2 separate regions of the Mus musculus genome follow, and region 2 is linked to region 1. A link is a contact called in public promoter capture Hi-C data. All regions are on one chromosome and are shown on one strand. Each heading gives the region's core, a stretch centred on a gene start, on an enhancer-like site or on the middle of the called end of the contact. The rest is flanking DNA. Distances are from core to core; before and after follow the strand shown. Region 1 has its middle 13 kb from the start of Gm39352. Region 2 holds the start of A730043L09Rik (RIKEN cDNA A730043L09 gene).

The links. Promoter capture Hi-C pulls out the DNA fragments that hold promoters and counts their contacts.
Region 2: a contact with region 1 is called in a promoter capture Hi-C map of hippocampal neurons, with 2.3 times the contacts expected there. The contact joins the promoter of A730043L09Rik here to the enhancer-like site in region 1. A contact is called at or near these places in 9 of 39 promoter capture datasets (the C10 cell line, embryonic stem cells, hippocampal neurons and 3 more), 3 of 15 datasets of contacts at CTCF or cohesin (the G1E-ER4 cell line, embryonic stem cells and large pre-B cells), 18 of 484 Hi-C or Micro-C datasets (the C2C12 cell line, the G1E-ER4 cell line, the HL-1 cell line and 6 more), 3 of 115 datasets of contacts at active chromatin or transcription factors (SST interneurons, cardiomyocytes and embryonic stem cells) and 1 of 9 other capture datasets (embryonic stem cells).

The regions. Positions count from the first base shown.
Region 1 is chr9:62,551,582-62,557,408 of GRCm38.p6, forward strand. No RefSeq gene overlaps it. Among named protein-coding and RNA genes, the nearest start is that of Gm39352, 13 kb to the left of the region's middle. Within about 2 kb of position 3,185, at least 30 of the 459 cell types and tissues checked have an H3K27ac peak or open chromatin away from gene starts, as enhancers often do. A contact at or near this core is called in the N1E-115 cell line, SST interneurons, cerebral cortex and 3 more, where this site is marked.
Region 2 is chr9:62,240,773-62,246,599 of GRCm38.p6, forward strand. It overlaps A730043L09Rik (RIKEN cDNA A730043L09 gene), which reads right to left and starts at 3,328. Exons shown (of 3, transcript NR_040769.1): 1 at 3,172-3,328; 2 at 2,916-3,029; 3 at 1,824-2,757.

The DNA of each region.
Region 1 (5,827 bases), core at 1,935-4,434:
ATGAGAGCGAGTTGAGGTTTCCTTCTACAACTTGTTTTTTAAGGTTTTTTGGTAAGGTTTTATTGTTCATTTCTTGGGGGTGTGGATCCTGCAAGAACTCACATCTTGGAGGTCAGAGGTCAACTCCTTGCATTCTGTGGTTTCCATCCCAGACGCCTCCCCAGGCTTGGCTGAAAGCGCCTGTCTGGTGAACCAACTGGACAGTGGCTTTGTTACAGTTGTCAGGGTTGAAATCAATACTGTGTGATATAAGGATGCAACATTGTAGATGCATCCTCCACTCACTACAGGTTTTTGTTTTTTTCCAAATCTCTCTTGTTTGTTAAGACAAGATGGCAGGCCATCTTCAAAGTCACCGTTTAAGCAAGGATGACCCTGAACAGAGCTATGCACCACCATGCCCACCTCAGACTCTTCTTTTTGGGGGTTCATAATATTCTTTTCTCTAAGCAGCTATAATAACCCTCAATGTTGCCCTGTTGTTAAATAAGTTGTTTCAGTTTTGGCAACTACAAACACTGCCCCATGTTCATCTCTGCACATAGATATTCTGTTCTGTTCTGTTCTGTTTTTTTGTTTGTTTGTTTTTTGTTTTGTTTTGTTTTGTTTTGACAGGGTTTCTCTGTGTAGCCCTGGCTGTCCAAGACTGGCTGTGTAGACCAGGCTGGCCTCCAACTCAGAGTTTTGCCTGCCTCTGCCTCCCAAGTGCTGAGATTAAAGGTGTGTGCCATCACACCTGCCTCTGTTTATTTCTTTAGGATATGTTGCAAACATTGAAACTACTGAGTAAAAGGAGTTTGTTTGTTTGTTTGTTTGTATACTTGAGACAGGACAAGACATGTCTTAGGGTTTTATTGCTATAAAGAGACACCATGACCAAGGCAGCTCTTATAAAGAACCACATCTAATTGGGGCTGGCTTACAGGTTCAGTCCATTATGGTCATGGTGGGAAACATGGCAGTGTGCAGGCAGGCATGGTGATGGAGAAGGAGCTGAGAGTTCTACATCTCGATCCGAAGGCAGCAGAAGGAAACCATGTGACTTCAACTAGCTTGAGCTCATATAACCCCAAAGCCTCCCTCCCAGTGACACAACTCCTCCAACGAGGTCACACCTTCTAATAGTGCCACTTCCTATGACCAAGCATTCAAAATGTCTGTGGGAGCCATACCTACTCAAACTATCACACAGCGTCTCACTCTATAGCCCCGGTTAGCCTAGAACTCACTGCTTAGACCAGGCTGACCACCAATTCACAAGGATCCACTTGCCTCCTCCTCTGCTGGGATTAAAGGTGTGTGCCCCTATACCTGGTGGGAGAGAGTACTTTCTTAGGGTGGAAAATTTTAAGTTACTGTCCAGTTTACCAGTTCACACCCCAGTGTTTTCACAGACGTACCCCCAGAGTTGGACGTGAGGATGTTGCCGGTACCCATCCTTCTTTGACCTGCCATACACCTGAGACTCTTGGTTTCCAGCTGGGTTCTGGTCATTTTCAGGCCTCACTGGCACCTCCAGCTCTCCTGGATATTGGACGACTGGAAGAAGGGTGGGAGGGTGGGCCACCAACGGATCCACGGTGTCCCCTTCCTCAGGCCAGGGTGGAGTCTGCCTAGGTTTTATAAAGAAATTGGAGTTGAGATGTTGAGAACACAGAGCTGCTTTCTAGGTCCCAGACAGGGCTGCTCTTCAGATATTCAGTCTCTGTCAGCTTCTGGAACCTTCTGGTTGGAACTGCAATAGGAGGTAACTGGGGTGGTGCCTCCGCAGAGGCACCCTAACAGCCACAGGCTCTCTGGGCAGCATCCTCTATCTAATTCCCAGTAAGTATTTCCCACCTCCTGGGGTTTTGCTCAGAGACACTGGGTTCCTTTCTACATCTGCCCCAGACTTCTGGCTCCCTACCACCGTATGGCCAATGGCGCCACCTACTGGCAAAACCAAAGCCCCAAATTACCTGTTCTTTCCTTGTCTTCCAAACAGTGGGATGGATGGAGTCAGTCCATAGTTCGCCCCAGTTCATCCCAGAGTCTAGCCTTTCCTGCTGCCCCTTCATCCCATCGCTGCTGTTCTCAACTCTCATGGGGACTATACTGCTTCCACAGTCCTTTCTGCTGAAGCCAGGGACCTCAGCATTGCAGTGTGACTCAGCCACCTCTCCCTGTGACCTTCAGTGGCTCCCTCTTGCTCCCTGGGACACCCGGTGTGATCCGGCCACTACCTTCCTCTCTCACAACTGCCAGCCTCTACCTCCTCTCCCTGTCTATCTCTCACGGCCTTGAGAAAGCACAGTGGACCAGAGCCAATCTCATCCTGGTCTTTGTCTAAGTAGGCTTCTCTGTCCCTTGAGGGACTCACCCCTAATTCTTTAGAGTTCTACCAGACATCACCTCCTCCAAGAAATTCTCCAACCCCTATTAGTTTTCTGTGGCAACTCTTCCCCCCACCCCTGTGGCCACTCTTACAAATGACCACAAATCTGATGCTTTGAAGTGAGACCACTGTATACTTTCTCAGCACTGAAGGTCAGAAGTCCAAAGCAGAGGGCTGTGGAGATGCTGCACTTTGTGGCCCTTCCTCACAGCGCTCCTGCCATGTGTTTCTACCACCCCATCTCCCTCTCTCTAGTTCTCTCTCTTTCTTGGAAGACCCATAGTTACATCCAGGGCCACCAAGATGATCTGGGTAACTCCCCACCACACAGTCCCTAATGTAGTCACAGCTGCACGTTCCCTTTGCCTCAGTGAGTACTGCTCAAAGTTCTGGAGAGGAGATCATGGCATCTTGGGAGTGTGTTACACGGCCCACCCCTTCCCCCTTTCCTCCCTCAGATGTGGAGGCCCACTCTTTTGTGACTCCATGGTTCTCTGGTCAAATGCATTCACAGTTACTTGTCTGACTACCCTGCTAGTTACTGCTTGAAACTGTGTGACCCTACCTGACTTCCCTGTGTCCTGGGACCTGGCTGAGTCCTTGCAGTGTAGGCACCATAGGGTGCATGTTTGTTGAGTGAATGAGAGTATGAACAGGAGTCTGGAGGCAAGCGGACTACCTGGATGTGCACAGCATATGCTTCTGTGCTGAAGGATGGTGCAGAAGGCAGGAGGTGCAGAGGGAAAGGGCTGTAACCTTGCTTGGGGCCCTCCCATATGTGCAGGAGGCCGTGTGAAACAGGGTGGGGGGAGGGGACACCCAGCCAGCTGGTGCCACCAGGACTGGAGCTCATAGGCACACTCTGCATACAGCCTCCCTCTGATGGGGCTGTTACCGAGGCAACAGAAGAAGTTGGTTGCCCAGCAACAATGCCCTGCTTCCCCCAATCCCTCTTATGGCTATTTCTTTCCCCTGGGAGGCTTGTACCCTCTCTAGATTGTGTTCCTGTTTAACAAAAATGGATGCCCTCTGTCCAAACTCCAAGTGCAGGAGACGAAAGGGCAATTTCATGAGACTGTGATGGTAGGGGTCATGGGTTAAGCATCAGAGTGAAAGGGAGTAGGAGTGGCCTAGGTGCAGAGATGGAAGACATTTGGGCCAATCTTTTTCCTGTATACTTTTTCCTTTCCCATTTGAACCAAGAAAAACTGGAAGGGGATCAATCTAGGAAGCAGGAGACCTGGGCCCATGGCCTGGACCAGACTCTGGCTTCTGGAACACATTGGTTAAATGACTTTGTTGAGTTCCCAGTATCCGGTTTGTGAGAAGAGAGCTTGGTCAACCTGATAACCAAGATCTCTCTGGACGCTAGTCAGCCTGGAGAGCACAGACAGCCTTTTTCTATGACTGGTCCTTGCCGCATCCCTACTTGGCCAGTCTTGTGGCATCCTAGTCCATGAAGCAAGGAGAAGGCAAGAATGTCCCCTGGACTCCAGCCTGATTCTTCTGAGAGGACTCCAGTCTATTCTGTCACAGCCAGTGGAAAGTATTGAGCACTTCTTGGTCTTAGTGACGCCCCCTCTGGAAAAGGAGAGTGCTATACTCTCTATAACTGCTTCCTGTCAGCTTTGCCCTCCCCTCCTCCCCAATCTACCCACCACAAACAACCCAATGGAAAACCTGCACAGAGAAACTGGTGGAAAGATTTGTTCTGAGACAGTACCACCTGCTGGCCTTTCTAGGAATGACAGATACTCCTCAGAAGATAGAGTAACTCCACACTCCTGACATAAGATGGGTGTTACAATGTAACTCCTTTTGCACCTGGAATTATTTCAATAAAAAAAAAGCCATATAAGATAAGTGCTATGGTATTCTGGTTTTATAGCTGATGGCGCTGAACTTCAGAGTATTAGGGACTCTGATTTGAGGGGGAAACTGAGGCAGACTCTCTTTTTAGTAAGAGGGCAGTTTTACTAGGGCAGTTTTTAATGACATAGTCGGTCGTAGTTCTGAAGAGAGTTCAGGCCCATGAGGTTGAGTGTGAGAGGTCCTCTCTTACAGGTTTCCAGGATGGGGCGGGTAGAGGTCTTACGTATTTGATGACTAGAGTCCTTCCCGAGTCGGGCTGTCTGATTCCCAGGCAGCGTGGGAAGAGGGAAAGAATCAGACCCTTAGTTACTGTGTGTCCATCATGTGGGATGAGCTACCTAAAGCCCCTGATGGCTCGAGATCTGGTAACCTGCACGAGGGTTGCATGGATTCAGCTGGGAATGTTAAATGGAGGACAAGGTGGAGGCCAAATGGAGACTTGCCTTTCCTCAGAAATGTTAGCATTGGAGAATGACCACACCACAGTCAGTCAGACATTTAAGTCACAATTCCACACAAAGAATTGAATTTACCACCTGTAGTGATTTGAATATGTTTGGCCCAGGGGGTGGCACTATTTGGAGGTGTGGCCTTGGCGTATATGTGTCACTGTGAGTGTGGGCTTTAAGACCCTCATCCTAGCTGCCTGGAAGTCAGTTTTCTGCTAGCAGCCTTCAGATGAAGACTTAGAACTCTCAGCTTTTCCTGTACCATGCCTGCCTGGATACTGCCATGCTCTCACCTTGATGATAATGAACTGAACCTCTGAACCTGTAAGCCAGCCCTAATTAAATGCTGTCCTCATAATAGTTGCTTTGGGCCAGGCGGTGGTGGCGCACGCCTTTAATCTCAGCACTTTGGAGGCAGAGACAGGAGGATTTCTGAGTTTGAGGCCAGCCTGGTCTACAGAGTGAGTTCCAGGACAGCCAGGGCTACACAGAGAAACCCTGTCTTGGGGGGGGGGGGGGGGAAAGAGTTGCTTTGGTCATGGTGTTCACAACAGTAAAACCGTAAGACACCACCCAAGTAATTTGCCTGGGTGGGAGTCAAAGCATGACGAGCAAATGTAAGCTTGGTCCTCCGGTGAAGCGGATATTTAACCAACAGTGCCACCTGCCCTTTCCACACCAGAAAAACAGTGACAAGAAACACCCCAGCTAAGAAGTTAGGGAGGGAAGCAAGAAGGCCCAGAGGCAAGGAGTCATCCTGGCTCACAATCCAGCAAGCCGCTCCAGGTCTTTTAGGTGAGGTGCTATGCTTTTGGTTATTAGACTACTGAGATGACGCTCCCCCAAGCATTTCCCCAAGAAGCTCATGATGGGAGAAGGAAAGGGCTAAAGCCTGCAGCTGGCCAGAGGGCAACTTGTCTCCAGACAAGAGATTCCAGCCGTCAGACTACCTTGCAGAGGGACTGGACCCCAGATAACGACGATGACGACGGGCAGCATGACCTCACTGTGACAAATTAACTCTGCATACCTCTTGCCTTCTATTTAAAACTGAACCTACGTCAGGTGCCAGACCCTGGAGATGATCTTGAGAAGGGGCAGGGCCACTGTTGCTCTCTGATCCTGTTCCCAA
Region 2 (5,827 bases), core at 2,078-4,577, 310 kb before region 1:
CATGGAAGACAGAGACAAGAACACCCGCCCTCCTGGAGTTCACACAATACCACATGTGTTAGTCAGGTTCTTTAAGAAAGGATCTGAGACAGAATATGTGTCGCAAGGGAGACTGGGTGCACTGACTTCCGTGATATGGACAGAGTAGCTCAGTGCTAGCTGCCCACACACTGAAGAGGTTGAGAACTCAGAAATTCCTCAATCCACGATGCCGGATGCCTTAGCAGTCCTAGTCTGGTGTTGAAGGCCTGGAGCACTCCTGGAGAACCTCCGGGCTTCAGCCCATATTGAACGGCTGAAGAAACTGGGCTTCTCAAAGCAATGGGATAGACACACTCACCAGCAAGGAGTGAAGATAGGCAGATGTCCTATCTGAACGTCTATCTGCTCTGGGAATCTTCACCCATCCTAGAAACACCTCCATAGATGGACACAGAGGCATGTCTCTTAGGTAATTCCAGATCCAATCAACTAGACAATCAGAATTAGCCTTTACACCGTGCTGAGCCTCCTGCAAGTCCAGAAGGGAACTATAGGTATGCAGCTTTGCGGAGACCTCACTGGCGCTTGGGTGGGCTTCTCTATGCTGTAGCTGCTTTAGAGTCACTGTGCTCCCACGAGTAACCCCACAGACTCCCTGGTCCACTGAGTCATATCCCAGTGGGAGAGTGTCTTTGGTCTGTTCGTGGTGCTCTCTCTGAGCTGTCTAGACATTGTTCACCTCTCCCCAGGAGTCACCCAGGAGTGGAGGTAACTGTGTGTCACTGGAGGGAGGAAAAGCCATTTATTTCCCTTGAATGGCCTTTGAGGGTGTTTAGAAAAATTTATCTGTGTGTTAAAACTCAGATCTAGGCAAATTTGGATTTTTTTTTTTTTTTTTTTTTTTTTTTTTTGCAGCTTTTTCCTTTGCCAAGCTGGATGGTGAGAGTTGGACGTCTGGAAGCTTCCCTTGAGAGGCAGGTCTCCATCCCACCACCCCCTGACGTGGAGCTTGCCCCTTCCTCCTTACAGAATGGATTCCATCATAAAATAAACACCTTGTTGAAATTAACCTTATTTTTAAAGGAGAGCAAGATCACTATAAAGATGAGCCATAAAAAGACTGGCGATGTACTTGTTTGGCACAGACCATGCCCCAGGTGTCTGGACTCCCGTTTGGGCTTGTGCTAAGCTTGGTCCCTGTGTCCACAACTTTATCTTTATATCTGCTCATGATCTATGCAGGCTTTTCAGGCCAGCCTCAGACTTCCATGAGGCTGTTTCTCATTTTAATACTTAGATCACTTAAGCCTGGGACTAAAAATAATGAATAATGCCCATGTCTGGGCATTGGTGTTCCCCCTATACACTGGGTGGCCCATCCCTTGGCCATTACCTGAAATACACTCACTTGAGCTCTTGAAATCTCCCACCTCTGTGTGTAGCATGTGCAGCTATGTGTGGCCGAGTGAGGCCAGGTTCTGATGTCACATGCCTTTCTCTGTCACTCTCCTCCTTATGTTTGGTGTCAGGGTCCCTCATTGAATCTGGAGATAGTTCAGGTTATTGGTCAATAACCTCCCGGGGTCCCCAGTGCAGTGGGGGGACAGGTGCACCCCACCATACACAGCTATTTTTCCTCAGGTACTCATGGTTGTACAGCAGTGGCGTTACCTATTGAGCTATCTCCCCCCATCCAGTATTGGAGATCTCAGGTGACATTACCATCTCTACATTTGTTTATTTAAAAAATATTACATAAGCCATGCATAAGTATATGGATTTAAAATATCATCATGAGTAACTCCTGGCTAAAGTCTTAAGGTTTTATTTTTTATTTATGTGTGTCTTATATGGGGCTTCCATTGCTTCGAAGAGACACTATGACCATGGCAACACTTATAAAGGAAGCTGGCTTATAGCTCAGAGGTTTTGTCCATTGTCACCATGGTGGGAAGCACAGAGGCATATAGGCAGACGCACTGGAGAAGTAGCTGAGAGTTCTACACCTGGATCCACAGGCAGCAGGAAGAGAGAGTGTGACTGAGCCTGGCTTGAGCATCTGAAACCTCAAAGCCCACCCCCAGTGACACACTTCCTCCAGCAAGGCCATATCTACTTTAATAAGGCTACATCTCCTAACAGTGGCACTCCCTCTGAGCCTATGGGAGCCATTTTCATTCAAACCACCACAATGTGTGTAACAAGAGTGTGTGTGGTGCTGCCCACAGAGGCCAGGAGAGACCATAGGATCCCCTGGAACTGGAGTCACAGGCTTTGTGAACCACCAGCTATGGGTACCAAGAACCAAACCCTGGTCCTCTGGAAGAACAGCCGTGCTCATGACTGCTGAGCATGTCTCCAGCATGTGCCCAGGATAAGGAGCTCAGGTGAAAGCAGAGGGTGGGGAGATAGGGTACCCTTGGCAGCTACCTGGGACAGTTCCTAAAGATGGCGCTTTAATATCTGAACTGGAGCCAGACTGTTGGATGCTCACTGCATCCCTGTGATTGGGGGCCACGGGAGAAGGAAACCCTGAGTAGGGTATGGTCACCGGGCTGGGCCCCCCCCCCATGGGTGAGAGAATCATGTAGGAGTGGGAAAGAGGGGGACGGAGAAAAGGGAAAGGGGGGAGGGCATGTGGAGGTCAGAGAACAGTCCTAAGCAGCTGGTTCTCTCTTTCCACCATCTGGGTCCTGGAGTGGCACTCTGGTCGTCAGTGTTGGTGGCGAGTACCTTCATCTGCTGAGCCATCTCTCTGGCCCGTCATTTATTTTTCTGTCACGTGAACAGGCATGTCAGATAGTCTTTTTTAAACATAATGTTCTATTGGGGTTTCTTTTTTTAAAAAAATATACCTTTTGCCACAAAAACATCAATTTTTTTTTTTTTTTTGAGGAAGGATCTCATGTAGCCCACTCTGACCTTGAACTCACCACGGCGCTGAGACTGGCCTTCCATTTCTGATTCTTCTGCCTTCATATCCACACGTGCTGGATTACAGGCGTGGGCTTCGACGTCTGCACCCGACACACATCGATTTGTTCACTCTGTGGATGGTAAAGTGATGGCTCAGAGAGGCACATCTCCAAGCACAGCACAGCAGAAACTATGTCAGTCCAGTGACCCGACTGCTGACCAGGTGTTTGCACAGGGACAATCTCTGCTGCTGTCCCTAACACCGCCCCCCACCTTTTCAGTCTTGTCTGCCAGGCTAGTGACACTTCTCAGTAAAGCTTGTGTGACCTCTCCTCCCATCAGTGTCCTCTGGCTCCCAGCGCATTAACAAACGGCACTTGTGCACCTAACGGTTGGTTTTGCTAATGCCTGCTGTCTCTCAGAGCAGAATGGCTCTGGCAGCGTCACTCCGCCCGCTGTGTTTGCACTCCTGGTCTCCAGATCCCAGCTGACAACTTGATGTGCTGCACTCCTTTCCAGAGCTCGTACGTTTCAGTACTCCCGTGCTCCAGTGACACTCTCAGCCAGCTTAGGCCTGTCCACCTCACGCGTGCTAGGTCTCCGGCACCACAGGTCAGACCCTGGGAAGTTCACAGCTTACAGAGAAGAAGGACAGATACCCACAGATGGTCAGAGACTGAGCCTGGAGGTGCTGCCTGAAGCAGAGAGTCTGTAACAGGGTGCGTCCTCCAGGCCCTCTTTCATTCCATTTAAACCCTTTAGGAACGATCCTGCCTCCGGGTGAAGTGAAGTGAAGCCTCCGGAGATTCCCTGGTTCTACAGCGCCCTCTTGTGGACAACTGGAGTCTGCCTATAGAGAAAGCAAAGGGCACTTTCGATTAGTCATGGGGGACAGAAGGACACTCAATTCTTCCGACCAAGTTCTTTCACCTATGACCAGTGTCTTAGCTCCTTTCCGGGTTAGTTGTATGTCAACTTGACACAGACTTCATTCATCTGGGAAGAGAGACTTGCACTAGCAAAGTGCCCTGTGATATTAGCCTATACATAATCCTATGGGGCATTTTCTTGATTAATGATTAATGTGGGAGGACCCAGCCCTCTGTGGGTTATGCCGCCCCTGGGCTAGAGGTCCTGGATTGTATTAAAAATAATGGGCTGAGCAGGCTGTGGGGAGCAAGCCAGAAAGCAGCCCTCCTCCACAGGCTGTGCTTCAGTCCCTGCCTCTTGTCCCTGCCCTGACTTCCTTTGGTGACTGACACACTACAATGTAGAACTGTAAGATGAAATAAACCCTTTCCCTCCCAAAGTGCTTTATTACAGCAACAGGCGCATAACTAGATGGTTGTTTTCCAGTTCGTTGATAGAAAAGACCCTGGCAAAGACAACTTGAAGAAGGATGGGTTTATTCTGACTCCCAGTTTGAGGTCCAGCCCATCACAGCAGGGGAGAAAATTCCCATAGGGGGGAACCTGAAGCAGAGGCTCAAACTGAATATTCAGTCCAAGAGCAGAGTGCACCTGCAGCTTTCGGGGAGTCTCCTGACTCCATCTCTTGTCTTGCCCTAAGGCAACTGGGATTACAGACATGTGCTATCATGTCTGCCTTTGTGTGGGCTCTAGGGGGTCCAAATTTGGAACCTCATACACATGTGGCAAGTGCTTTTACCCACTGTCCCACCTTCGATTACTGGAGACTGTGGGGAAGGCCCTAGCACCAGGCCTGGCCCCAGCTCCAACAGGCGAAGCTTCGTGCGAGTGAGCCCCTCTTTTCCAACCACCTTCACTGGAACAACCAGGGCATGTGATTAGCCTCGGTCCCAGTGGAAAAGACTGACGAGGAGAGGTTGTCAGGGTGGCTACGTCCCAGGTGGCTGGATTCTTAGGTATGTAAACCAGATGACTGGATGCAGAAAGGTATTGTCTGCATCTCGCTTCTCAGAAGATCAATGAGGCATGGGTAAAAGGAGGGCAAGGGACCAAGATAGACAGACAGACAGACACACGTGCACACACAGAGGAGGAAAACATCATAGATGCACATCACAGAGCTGTCTGAACTTTGGCTATAAAATTAGTATCACAGCTTGGCTGCTTGGCCCGTATTTCTGTATTTCTTGTTGCAACCTTGGACTCAGCCTCACTGCCCCCTGCAGGCTGCAGGGCTTTACCTCATTCCAGTAAGACTACCCCTACCAAGGCCCATGATAGATAGAGTCCTTCTTCTCGTTTTTAGCAGGGCTGGAATCAAAATGCCCTCTAAGCAAGCACTCTTATCATGCCCGGCTCCGACAGCTCAGTCCTGGAGAGCGAGCTACAGGTAGATAATACAAGCATCTGTATCCTATCAGGGAGGAAACAGGAAGAGCAGGAAGTACATGCCCTGCACCTATTGTCCTCTAAGGACAAAATACAGATTCCAGCTCAGGGTGAATGAAGCTCAAACTAGAGAAATTGGAAATTGAAAACCACCGAACCTCAAGGTTTCATAATTAAAGTTAAGATCAGAGGCTACGCGCTTCAGCTGTGATTAATGAGAAATCTCAGAAGAAGGTTCAATGTAATAAAGCTGTTGGCTCAAGCGGCTTGGGGAGAGCGAAGCTCTGCGTCTGCTTTACCCTGTGTTTATTCAGATCAGGGAGAAGCGGGCTGCGAGTATTCGTATGCCGGCAGCTAGGCATTTTAAATTACATCGAGCCTTTGCTTCTGGCTCGCTGTTACAAAATGGGGTTTCTAATGGATTCATATACGTAGACGCACACAGAGCAAAGCCAGCACCCTGCAAATATTTGCCGTGGTTGTTATTTACCAGAAAGGGCAGAGCTTCTTTGCAATATCCTAAGGTTTATCTCTCAAAGACTGCTGGCTGGAGTTTAAGCCTTTGGATGTTTGTTATTGAAAATGACATCTGTTTAACTGTTTCTTGTGAG